Linked DNA regions of Mus musculus: region 2 is linked to region 1. The links are chromatin contacts, called in public HiChIP or PLAC-seq maps. All regions are on one chromosome and are shown on one strand. The core of a region is the stretch at or near the end of the contact, and the rest is flanking DNA. Distances in the headings are between cores, read along the strand shown. Region 1 holds the start of D030028A08Rik (RIKEN cDNA D030028A08 gene). Region 2 has its middle 10 kb from the start of Gm51916.

What was found. HiChIP or PLAC-seq counts read pairs in DNA pulled down with a chosen protein or histone mark.
Region 2: a contact with region 1 is called in an H3K4me3 HiChIP or PLAC-seq map of the SCID.adh cell line, with 16 read pairs. The contact joins the enhancer-like site here to the promoter of D030028A08Rik in region 1. A contact is called at or near these places in 1 of 39 promoter capture datasets (the SN4741 cell line), 9 of 115 datasets of contacts at active chromatin or transcription factors (the 230-238 cell line, CD8 T cells, the HPC-7 cell line and 3 more) and 3 of 9 other capture datasets (adipose tissue, liver and pancreatic islet).

The regions. Positions count from the first base shown.
Region 1 is chr11:96,942,552-96,948,367 of GRCm38.p6, reverse strand. It overlaps D030028A08Rik (RIKEN cDNA D030028A08 gene), which reads right to left and starts at 4,222. Exons shown (of 6, transcript NR_003293.3): 1 at 4,154-4,222; 2 at 3,275-3,523. Pnpo (pyridoxine 5'-phosphate oxidase) reads left to right here and starts at 4,349. Exons shown (of 7, transcript NM_134021.2): 1 at 4,349-4,637. The coding sequence starts at 4,500.
Region 2 is chr11:96,995,690-97,001,435 of GRCm38.p6, reverse strand. No RefSeq gene overlaps it. Among named protein-coding and RNA genes, the nearest start is that of Gm51916, 10 kb to the right of the region's middle. Within about 2 kb of position 3,910, at least 139 of the 459 cell types and tissues checked have an H3K27ac peak or open chromatin away from gene starts, as enhancers often do. A contact at or near this core is called in the 230-238 cell line, CD8 T cells, the SCID.adh cell line and 3 more, where this site is marked.

The DNA.
Region 1 (5,816 bases), core at 2,973-5,472:
CAGATGAGCCCTTCCTGAGCATGCTTGCTGGCTAGGATTTTGAGACTGAGCCACAGAAAGTAAGACGAGTGTCATCTCCTCAGCCCACCTCAGAGAAGCTCCCAGGCTCATGGATAATACCGGCCACATTGAATGGACACCACAGACCAAGTCTGGGAAGCTATCTAGGTCTATCAGGAAGGGCTTAACCACAAAGCCCCACAAGGGAGGACACTGATAAGGTCTGGCCTTCCCAAGTCCCACCCTAGCAAGGCCTGAAACTAGGGGCCCTGATAAGCTATGGGGCCGGGAAAGGGGAGCAGCCACCTGCCAGCAGGAAGTCAACCTTCATCCTGTCATGGGACTTGTCTCTCTAAGCTGAATTCACTAAGGCCAAGGCTTCCTGAATCTTTAGAGTCCCAGTCTACGTCATTGCTCAGACACACAGCCTCATCCGGCACCCTCCTGGAAAGCAGGAGGGTGTATCACACCAGTATCATTACCACCTTGGCCTCCTCAACATCCTCCCTCCCCAATTCCAAGCCACTCCTCTCATAGAACCTCAACATCCATGGCTTCAAGCGCCATTTTGGAAGCTCATGACACGAACTGGTATCACCAGCCGAAGGCTTTCCCTCAGATTCCAACTTCCACTTTCCAGCCCAACCAAACATGGGTGTCCCATAAAACTTCAACAGTTAATGAATTCATCTTTTCCCAAAATTTCTTCAACTGGTAAGTAGCAGCAGCCAGCCAGCCTAAAGTCAGTCCCGGTGAGCCGCTCTCTCCCTATAGTCCCTCTCAATACTTATACATTAGCCACACCCCCGCCCCCGCCCCCAGCTTCCACTTGGACAACACTATAGCTATCCCCAGCAGCTTCTGGCCACTAGCCTCACCCTCCCTCCCTTGTCATCCACTGGGTCACCAGAGTGTGGAGGCAGAGGCAGGTGGATCTCTGTGAGTTCTAGGACAGCCAAGGCTACACAGAGCATCCCTGTCTCAAAAAGCCAAAAATAGATAGATAGATAGATAGATAGATAGATAGATAGATAGATAGATGTGTGTGCCCGGCATGGTGGTGCATGACTGTAATCTCAGTACTAAGGAGGCAGAGGCAGGGGGATGTCTGTGAGTTTATGGTCAACTTGGTCTACACAGCAAGTTCCAGAAAAGGCAGAGCTACATGGAAATAAATGGTCCTGTATAAAAAAATAAATAAATAAATAAATAAAAAGAAAAAGAAAAAAGAAACAAAAAAAGAAAGGAAAAAAAGAAAGAAAACTTTAGAAACAAACAGTTAAGACAAAAGACATAGCCCCTGAACCCTGAACTTCTCTGTTTCATCCCGAGAAAGCGAGAAAGCGAGAAAGCGGTGTAGCTCTGTGAAATGCCATTGTGCAAGACACTGCTTACTGAGTTGGGCCTGTCTCCAGAAAAGAACACTACTACAAAGTCGGAGGATGGCGAACGAAGCCCCAGGAAGAAAATGCAGAGCCAGTTCGGAAAAACAACAAAAGGAAGCGAAGTGTCTCCAGGGCTCGGTCCTTATGCATGGAAGGCTCGCTTTGTGGTTTAGCCACCAAATCCCACTTAGCAGAAAAGCAAAACACAAGCCTACTTGTTAACTTCCAGACAAAAGGAAAATACAGAGAAGGAGTCAACAGCAAACTTCCCTAGACTGTTGCCTGGGAAGAGAGCGGCAGTTGGACTCCGGCTCTTTTTCCTTCCCCATCTGGTTTGGCTTAGTTTCTATGGAGCTGCGGCTGGAGTCCAGTGCCTGGTGCACGGGATGCCAGCGCTCTGCCACTGGGCCACCCCCCCCACCCCACCCCCAGCCCTTAATAAAGCCTTTCTTTGGAGATAAATTCTTGCTCAGCTGCCCAGGCTGGCCTCAAACTCATAATCCTCCTGCCTCAGCCTCTTAGGTAGCTGACTAGCAGACACATTCCACCACACCTGCCACTCCCCCCCCCCCCCAAGGTCTTAAACAAACAGAAACACCCACCAGGAATGTAGATTTGTAGCTACACAATGTCACAATATAAAGAATTGGAAACACTGTGTCTAAAAGATGGGCCCTCACTACCTTCAGGGGTGGGGCAGGTGCATCAGGTTGCTGTTTGAGCATCTCATCGATTTCTAGCTACTTGGCTTCAGCAGCATCTCACCGCTCCAAGGGCCCAGATGCATCAGCTGTTACTGGCCACCTTCCCTCTTCCTAAACACCTGTTCCACTGCCCATCTGGCAAATACCCTTTAAGACAATCTTCAAGGGCTGGAGAGATGGCTCAGGGGTTAAGAGCACTGCCTGCTCTTCCAGAGGTCCTGAGTTCAATTCCCAGCAACCACATGGTGGCTCACAACCGTTTGTAACAGGGATCCAATACCCTCTTCTGCTGTGTCTGAAGACAGCGACAGTGTACTCATTTATATAAGATAAAAAAATGTTTAAGACCGACCATCTCCAGTCGGCTCCCACAAGGAAGCCTTTCTGCACTGATTGGCCCCCTTCGGTTCAGTTTTCCTTTGCCTAACAGGACCATGCTAACCACCTGCGACTCTCTCTGGCTCACAGACCTGCCAGTGTGGCCAGGAATCATGCTATGGCCTTCACTTTGGTACTGTAAGACCTGGCTCAATGCCTAGCCTAAAGGCAGTCTCTGGTAAATGTTTATTGAATGGATAGGCTATATAAATACACATCTCATGGTTGTTGTGTGGTTTTGTTTTTTGGTTTTGGAGGTTTTTTTGTTTTGTTTTGTTTTGGTTGGTTGGTTGGTTTTTCGTTTTTTTGTTTGTTTGTTTGTTTTTCCTTTTTAAGGCTGTGCAGCTGGTATTAATCCCATGATCCTTTCCCTCTGCCTCCCAAGGGCTGGAGTCCCAGCTGTGTGGCGCCACACCCAGCTCATGATCCTGTCTTGGAAGTCTCAGTACCTAGGAAGCTCTTGCTCCAAAGAAAGAGCAGCCCCGGGAATAGAAAAAGAGAGTGGACCTTATAAGGGATGCTGATGACTAACTACTACAGTCCACTGCAAGAGCCAGACGACTCTCCCCATCCTGCTCATGGGAGAAAACGACAATGCACCAAAAATTCTAGGCTAGCCTCACGTTTACTATGTAGCCAAGGCTGGCCTTAGTCTAAGTGCTGAGACAACCGGCAGGCATGCACCACTTTTCTCAGCAAGCTTCCTTCCTCTTGCTTCTGTGCAGCAGATTGCGCTGGCTCAAGCTGTAGACAGAGGATAATGAGTTCCCACTGCAGACACCAAGGCAGGCCAAGAAGGTCTCTTACCTGGCACAGTGCTGGGTGCCTGTCTACATGGCTCTTGGGGCTCCCACTCCGGATACTGGTAGACACCAGGGCTACAGAGTCATCTTCCACCACGGGCTGCCCCAGGCAGATCAAAGCTGGAAGAAGCGTTGTGAGGATTTCCTACTTCTCTCTCAGCCAGACATCCACCACGTGAAGTCAGCGTGCAGGCGCCGCACCTGTTCCCTGTATCCTTGGCTGGCTATTGCCAAAAACTATGCCTCCCACTACCTAGAAAGGAACAACAAAGAAATAAAAACAGCAACAACAACAAGAAGAAATATGAAAAGGAGGAAATAACCAAGTTGAAAGAGGTTTAGGAAAGGGACAGCCCTTCCATCTGTTAGAGCAGTGGCTAGTAGTAACTCCACTGCATTGGGTATAGGATGCCCTGAGCCCAGCCCAACCCTTAGGAAAGGGTTACAAGTTAGAAGGGAAGACCATTCTGCTCTGGGGTAGCCTGATTCCAATTTCTGTCTTCTTTCTATTCAGCTGACTCCCTTCTCGCCTCAGAGTCTCCTTCCTGACCCCAGAGTGCTTCCCCAGTCCCCAGAGTATCAGCCCACCACCACGACCCTCAGCACCTGCCCTGCGGTTTACAAGGCAGTTTCAGTCTCTCCTTACTCTCAAGCCACAATCTTCTCCCTCAGTCTCTCCCTGTGTCCCTAACACCTTTGCTTCCGAGTCCGGCCCCCAAACCATGTTTTCTTGCCCAGTCTTCCAACCTCCGCTGCGCCAGGAGGGGATCCCTGCCCTACGTTCTTCTTCAGTAGCCCGCCACTGGCCGGCCACTTACTGCGGACCTCTCCTCTCCAGCCCCGAGACTTCGCCCCGCCCTCGCCTTGGCTGCTGTCCCTATACCTTTAACAAACCTCCACGTGCTTCTTAAACGGCGGTGACAGCATTTCCTTGTCTCTCTGCTCCCGCCCCTGGAGGCGCTGCCCATTGGCTGCTGGGTTCCTTCATTCCCGCTCTAATTGGTCTCGCTCCAGGTAACTCAAACCAATAAGCTCTCCAGGTATGGATCCCTGCTCTGGTCCTGGACAGCTATTGGTTGATCCTAGGCACCTTGGTTCCGAGAACTTAGGACTTACTAGCTTGTCTGGGGCTCTAGTAAATTCTTCCTTCCCAGGCTAGACACACAGGCTGAGCAATTGGTTCCGAACCCAGGGCCAGGCGACGCTGGGTCACGTGGCCGACTGCTTACATGACGTGCGGGCTGCTGAGCGTCACTGTGACGTTCAGGAGACCTGCGAAGTGGACGGGCTACCTCCGTCACCTGTGCTGTCGGGGTGCAGTCATGGACCTGGGACCAATGCGCAAGAGTTACCGCGGGGATCGAGAGGTGCTGCCGCTGCCGCCGGGACACGGAAAGGGGGTGTCCCTAAATTAGCAAAGGGTTGGAGGAGCGCCTTGTGCTTTCAGGGGCCACTTACAAGGCAACGGGATTTAGGGGTCACCCTGATGGGAGAAGAGGGTTTCAGAGACAGCTACTGGGGAGGGCCTCAGGGGAACCGTGGATTAACGTGTACTCATAGACCCCTTGACATCAGAACCCACCTGTGTTGGAACCCAGCCCTTTTCTGACTGTCTCGCTGTGGACAATTTATGCTCTTTGGGCCTCAGTTTATCCACCTGTAAAGTGGTGATACCTACTTCACAAGGATGCTGTGGGTTTGGGGGTTTTCTCATTTTTTACATTTTTATACATTTAGAGTGTACATGTGTTTATACATGTATGACAGGCGACAACTTTCAGGAGTTTTTTGGTTTTTGTTTTTGTTTTTTTTTTTTTCCCACCATGTCGTAGGTCACCAGGAATGAACTCAGGTTGTCAGGTTTCGTGGTAGATGTCTTTACCAGTCTATATTTAGGCATTTGTAAAATGCTTAAAACAGTCATAAACGTGATATAAATTTATAAAGGAGCGGAAGCTGGGCTTGTAGCTGAGTGTTGTGGAGTCTTGCCTGGTGTGTATGAGGGTTCTGGGTTCCACCTTTGGCACCAAATGAACTAGGCACAGTGGATCCAGAGTTCAGGGTCCGGCTACACAGTGAGTTCAAGGCTAACCTGGAAGCTCTTCGTTTTAACCTCCCTCATCATGATCTTCTCCCCACTCAGGTCAGGGACCAAGAGATCAGTTCTGGGATTGGGATCCAGAGCTACAGTGGCCAAGTGTGCTTATCCGTGAACATCTGCAGGAGTGCTTGACTGAGATGTAGGCTCTTGTGAAACCTTAGAACTACTTCATGAAAAAGAATGAGGTGACCCACAGGAACTTCAGCACACTCCAGCCCTGGTTCATCCCTTCCTCCTTAGGAGACTCAGGGACTTACTGGGCCGTTTTATGCCTGTTTCACCATCTGTAAATGGACATAGAACCTACTTCCTGAGTAGTGTTTTGTTTGGTTGGTGTTTTTTTCTTTCTCTCATGGTCATCATTATGATGGCTAAATGCATTTACATTTGAAAAACATCTCAGCCCATTGCCAGGCACAGAGTAAACATTGTTCATTCGCTGACA
Region 2 (5,746 bases), core at 2,661-5,160, 53 kb before region 1:
AAAGGGCGTCTTTGAAAGCGGTTGAGATCCTTGTCTGTCAGCAGGGCGCTCTGGGTGGCATCGGCAGCTTATCCTAAAACCACACACGGCACCAGAGCCGGGCTGTCTGGGCGCTGCCCAGGAGGTAGAGGGGTGGACCCCAAAGGGAAGGTGCCCCCTGACTCCCCATTCCTCAATATCTAGGCCTTGGACTCCCTGCCTCTGTGAGCAGATGCATCTCAGAACCAGGAGTCCTCCAGACCTTGGCAATGCCACTCCCAATGTCTGATGTCCCAAGCCTGGGGCCTGAAGGGACAAGCTGCACCTTCCCCACCCCCCCCCCCTTAAAGCTGGACAAGAGGCCAAGGACAATGGCCCTAGGCAGTCCTTTCATCCTGAGATCTCAAAGCGCCATCTAATTAACCCCGCCCAGGTCGGGGACTTCCTCTGGAGTCCCTTTGGAGGGGTGTGGTCTGGGACCTTCAGTTCCCAGATCTCAGTTTGGATAGGCGCCCCAGGAATTCCAGATATCCTGTGTTCACTCTCTTTGGGATCTGGGAGGCCTCACTCCAAGCCCTGAAAAGGGGGAACATCAGGGGAGTCTGAGACTCTGGGGGTGTGTGCGGTGAGGTTATCTTGAGCTCCTAGGTCAAGCACGGGGATGTACCTCACAACCGTGAAGGATGCCAGATAGAAGGAGTGAGCATGTGCTGGATTCCAGTTATAGAAAGATCAAAAGTAGTAAAGAAGCCACCCCTAATCTATACCCTTTGAAGTCAGAATACAGGCTCCTTCTTCTTGGGGGCTTAAGTAACCTGAGGGGCCAGCACGATGCTAGGAGGCTTTGGTAATGGAGTTGAGTGGGGGTTACTATCTGGGTGTGTCCATTTTGTGAAAACCTCTGGTGTGTGTGTGTGTGTGTGTTTGGTAGGGGAGTGGAACCCAGTGCTCAGAGCATGCTGAACACACAGTCTACCACAAAGCTATTCCCCAAGCCCCTTCACACTTATGACTTAGCAGTCACACAGATGTGATAACTTTTCTGTACATACCATAGGTCCACAGACATTTACATCAAAAGACATTTATAAGTAGAGCCAAGACTGTATTATGATTCTTTAAAGGCTTGGGCAGTGGTGGTGCACGCCTTTAATCCCAGCACTTGGGAGGTAGAGGCAGGCAGATTTCTGAGTTTGAGGCCAGCCTGGTCTACAGAGTGAGTACCAGGACAGCTAAAGCTACACAGAGAAACCCTGTCTCAAAAAAAACCTTTTTAAAAGAATTATGTGTGAGAGGGTTTTGCCTGCGTGCTTGCATATGAATGAACCATGTGCCTGCTTGATGCCCACCAGGTCCAGGACACACTGTTGAATCTCTTGTAACCAGAGTTGCAGATGGTTGTGAGGGCCATGGGGATGTTGGGACCCTCGGTAATAACAACAGCCAAGGGCTTTTAGCCACTGAGGTATCTTTTATCTCTCCCCAAGCACCCCCCCCAACACACACACAGGATGTCATGTAGCCCACACCGGCCTCACCCTCTACATAGCTGAGGATGACCAAGCACCTTTGGTCCTCTTGCCTCTATGGCCTCGGTGTTGGGGTTATAGGCTTGGACCACCATGCCTACTTTATGTTGGAGATCAAACCTCCGGCCTCATGCGTGGGGAAGGTGAGGTTGTTCACTGTTGAATGGGATACAGAAGTCTGTCTCATTGTATTGTAGTCTACACTCAATACTCAGCGTGGTCACACTCTCTCTCCTACTTTGGGGAAAGCCAATGGGTGGTTTGATGTTAAAGGGAGTCCAGCTCTCCTCGGCCCCGCCTCCTCTATCTGCTCCCCAAATCCTCACTCAGTCCAGTCTGGGTGTCACCCTCTTCTGCCATTCCATTGTCAGCTCTGTCCCTTTCATCTTCCACTTCTGCCCCAGGGTCTAAAAGAGGATGCTGGGACAGGTGCAGGGGTGTTTGCAAAGGATCCACATGTCCCCACCTCATGTAATGACATCCCTGCTTGTCTCTCCCCCACCCAGGAAAAGGATAGGGGCACGGCTTTCCTCCCCTGCACTGAGGGAGGTAGCTTTGAGCTAGACTTCCTGATAACCTGGGTGTGGAAAAGTCCAAGGAGGAATTGAAGTCAAAATCCCAGGGTGCTATAGACCAGCCAGCCTGGAAGCCAAGGGAGTGGGGACACCCTCAGGGGTCCTCAGCTTGCTTCCACTGCAAAGGAACCCTAATTCCCATGCAGGGATGGGCTGCAGGCACCTGCTCCAGATATCAAATATTTAAAATATCTGCTTTTCTTTTTCTCCTATCTGTCACCTCAGAACTCACAGCTATTCCAGACATGGACACCCTGTGTCACCTCAGGAAGGGTCATCCCTTTCAGGGTCTGAACTCCCCGGCCCCCTCTGTACTAAGTTTATCTTCACTGACTGAATGGAACCTTCCACAGTTTCCTGACAAATTCTAACTCCCTGAATCTATCATCTGTAACACATTGAACAGAGGGGTCACTCCTTGGGTGAGCATCCTCCTACGGGAGTCCACAGCCCTCTTCAGTACTCAAGCAAGCACCAAGTGAGTCTGGTCCATGGCTCGGTGCTCATAAATACTTTGTGGATGAGTGAACGGTTTCTGCACTCGGAAAGTGCTTGCAGACATTGGTCCTACATCTGTCTTACTGATGGTTTATGGTTGTTCTGGTCCCAGAAGAGACGGACAGCTCCCCACTTCCATGCCCCAGCCCTATTGTGATTTGCAACTGTCTCTTCATCATTTAAGGGTGCTGGCTAAGGCTGGTGAGATGGCTTAGTGGATAAGAGTACTGACTGCTCTTCCGAAGGTCCTGAGTTCAAATCCCAGCAACCACATGGTGGCTTACAACCATTTGTACAACTACAGTGTACTCATATACAATCAATCAATCAATAAAAGAGTGCTGGCTAGATGGGTCATGGAGGTGCACACCTTTATTCCCAACATTTAGGAAGCAGGGGTAGGCAGAGTTCTGTGAGTTCTAGGTCAGCCAGGGCCACATAGTGAGACCCTCTAACAAACAAACAAACAAACAATGGTTTTGCTCAGCCTGGTACTTCTTGCTGTCGTCCCCCCCCCCCATTCAATGTCATTGGTCCAGTCGCCAAGTAGACTCAATATTTAATCAAACATTCCAAGAACAGGAGTTGTTCTGTCGATCTATTTCTTGAGAAGTAGCACGTCTGCATCTCTCTGCTCTGTGCCTAAATTTGTAATTCCCCCCTTTGCCTCCTTGCTTGACCTTTTCTTTGTTGGGGGAGTTTTTTTTTGTTTTGTTTTGTTTTGTTTTGTTTTCCGCAGCCCCTCAGCTTTTTTATTTTCCTGGAGGCACGAGTGTGTTCACGGGCACTCTTTCTCCTTTTTGCCTCTCTTTCCTTTATACCAAACAAGTGGCTGGGATAAAGGGAAAGGGAAAGGGGCGCGGGGGGGGGGGCGGTGGCAGGAGTTTGGCTAGGGTGTGTTCTTTTAGGTATCAGGGTCGTAAGGAGCTCCAGCCTTAACTGGGGACAGGCCCCGACAGGTGCAGCTGTCCAGATGTTGCGCAAAGCGAGGCGCGTGCCCTGGACCCAGTTTCTCAGTCAGCCCCAGTGAAGGCCCAAGAGGGACTGTTGCATTCAGATTAGAAATACCCTGTCCTGCCCTGCTTTTCCCCAGACGTGTGTGTGTGTGTGTGTGTGTGTGTGTGTGTGTGTTGGTTGTATGGAGAAGGGGGATGGGGGGAGAGAAGCAGAAACGTTCTCTGCCGGGAAAGGACAGCTTGGACCGGGAGGGAGTTGCCTGCGTCTGGGCCGCGGGGGAGCAGCAGGCCGGCCAGGCGGGGGTGAGTAAGGCCCAGCGGACGCAGGAGGCTCAGTGGCGGCGGCGGCGGCGATGGGGAGGAGGGTAATTACGCAGGGAGGCTCTCGCCACAGCACGTCCCCACAAATGAGAGGCCCCGGGCCCCAGACACCACACAACAAAGCAGGAGGCAATTATTTGGCTCCAGTGGGAGGGGACAGCTCTTCGCCGGCCCACTGCAGCCGAACACCCCGGCCTTGCAGAGGGCGCGGCGAGTTGGGGTTCAGGGTCCACTCTCACCCGCCCTGGAGGGCAGCGGCCAGGGCAAGGCCCCGCGGGGCTCCTGCTGAGTTGCTCTTCCCGGGGGTCTCCGTAGGGAAAGGCAGAGAGGCAAGAGGCCTCGGAGTGCTGAGCACCGGGCTAGCCTGAGCCAGTCCCCGAGTCTTCCACCAAGCCTAAGGGGGACCTCCTGGGAGCCACGCTGGGAAGTGAGGAAGGCTGCGGACCAGGCCTTAGGAAGGATCTAAGGAAATTTGGTTGGTATTGGGGAAGCCAGTGGCCAATTGATGAACCCACTTTCCCCAGCTATGGCCACACAAGGGGCAGCCAAGAGGCTCTCGAGCAGGTGGGGAAACCACAGCCAAGGGAGCAGGAGCCAGGGAGATTCCAGAGAACACGTGGCCTGGAATTCACACAATTGACATGTAAATCACATGCAAATCTACCTTCTCTTTTTCTCTCACCCTTAATTCTCAAATCAAGCTCTTTTGGGAGAAAATCCCTTTCCTCCCTGGTCCCTGCTTGCCTCCCCGTTGTCCATCAATCCATCCATCCCTACCTACCTACCAAAACCCTGCAAACCCTGTCAGCGTCATGCCCCCCAGAGAAGGACTTCCCCTCTTTAGATGAAAGCCCAAAGTACAGATGGGGAAAAAGAGGCCTGAAGAGATTAAGGTACTTTCCCCTGCTCTAACAGCCCACTCTGAGGATGACAGGCTTCTGGAACCTTCTGACAACAGCCCTAGGTTAGGCTATCAAAGCATATGCCAGCTGGAGAGGGTAGAGCACCCAGGAGTCTTGAAGTCTGGTTTCTGGCTTCCGCTTTGTGGTTAGCTGCTAGGTGATCTTGAGCGAGCATTGTCTTTCTTCTCTGAGCCCATTTCTCTGAATGCCAAGTGGTCATCTCTGAAGGGGGTGGGGGGCGGTTCCTATGTGGGATCCTCTCCTGTATCACCCCCCTCCAGCATTGCTGCTGGGAGGCCCCTGGAGCCTATGGCCCCACATTACCCTCTGCACTACAGAGGGTGAACCCCCTCACCTCCCTAGTCCTGTCTTTATCTTCAGAACCGTGTTCAAGGAGGGTATGGTGACTCAACCTGTAATTGAAGCTCTCTGGAGACTGAGGCAGGAGAATCACTGCATATTTTTTTGGCCAGCCGGACTTACAGATGGCTCGGTGGATAAGAACACCGGCTGCTCTTCCAGTAGACCAGGGGCTGAGCCTCAGTGCGCATGTGATAGCTCATGACTGACTGCGACTCCAGTTCTAGGGGACCCAACAACTTTTTCTGGCATATTTGGGGACCAGAAACACACGTGGTGCACAAAACATACACGGAAGCAAAACACTCACAATGCAGAAATAAAAATCTTTTGTTTGTTTCTGTGTTCCGACCGACTGTCTCCTGGAAGCCTCCTCTGGCTACCCCTCTGGATTCTGGTCATTCCTGTGTATCAAGTCCCCTCTGTGTAAAAGGCTCCCTAGTTTTCAGTGCTTGCCTTGGAACACCTAACTTACTGGCGACATTACACGGCCCCCCTGTGACCCAGCTGGAGGCAGACCTGTCTTTCCCATTCGACTCTGACCCTCTCAAAGATGCAGGTTATGCCTTCTGCAAATACTAGAGGCCTCAGAGAGCAAAGAGTTCCCACCAGGGTAGGACTGTGTC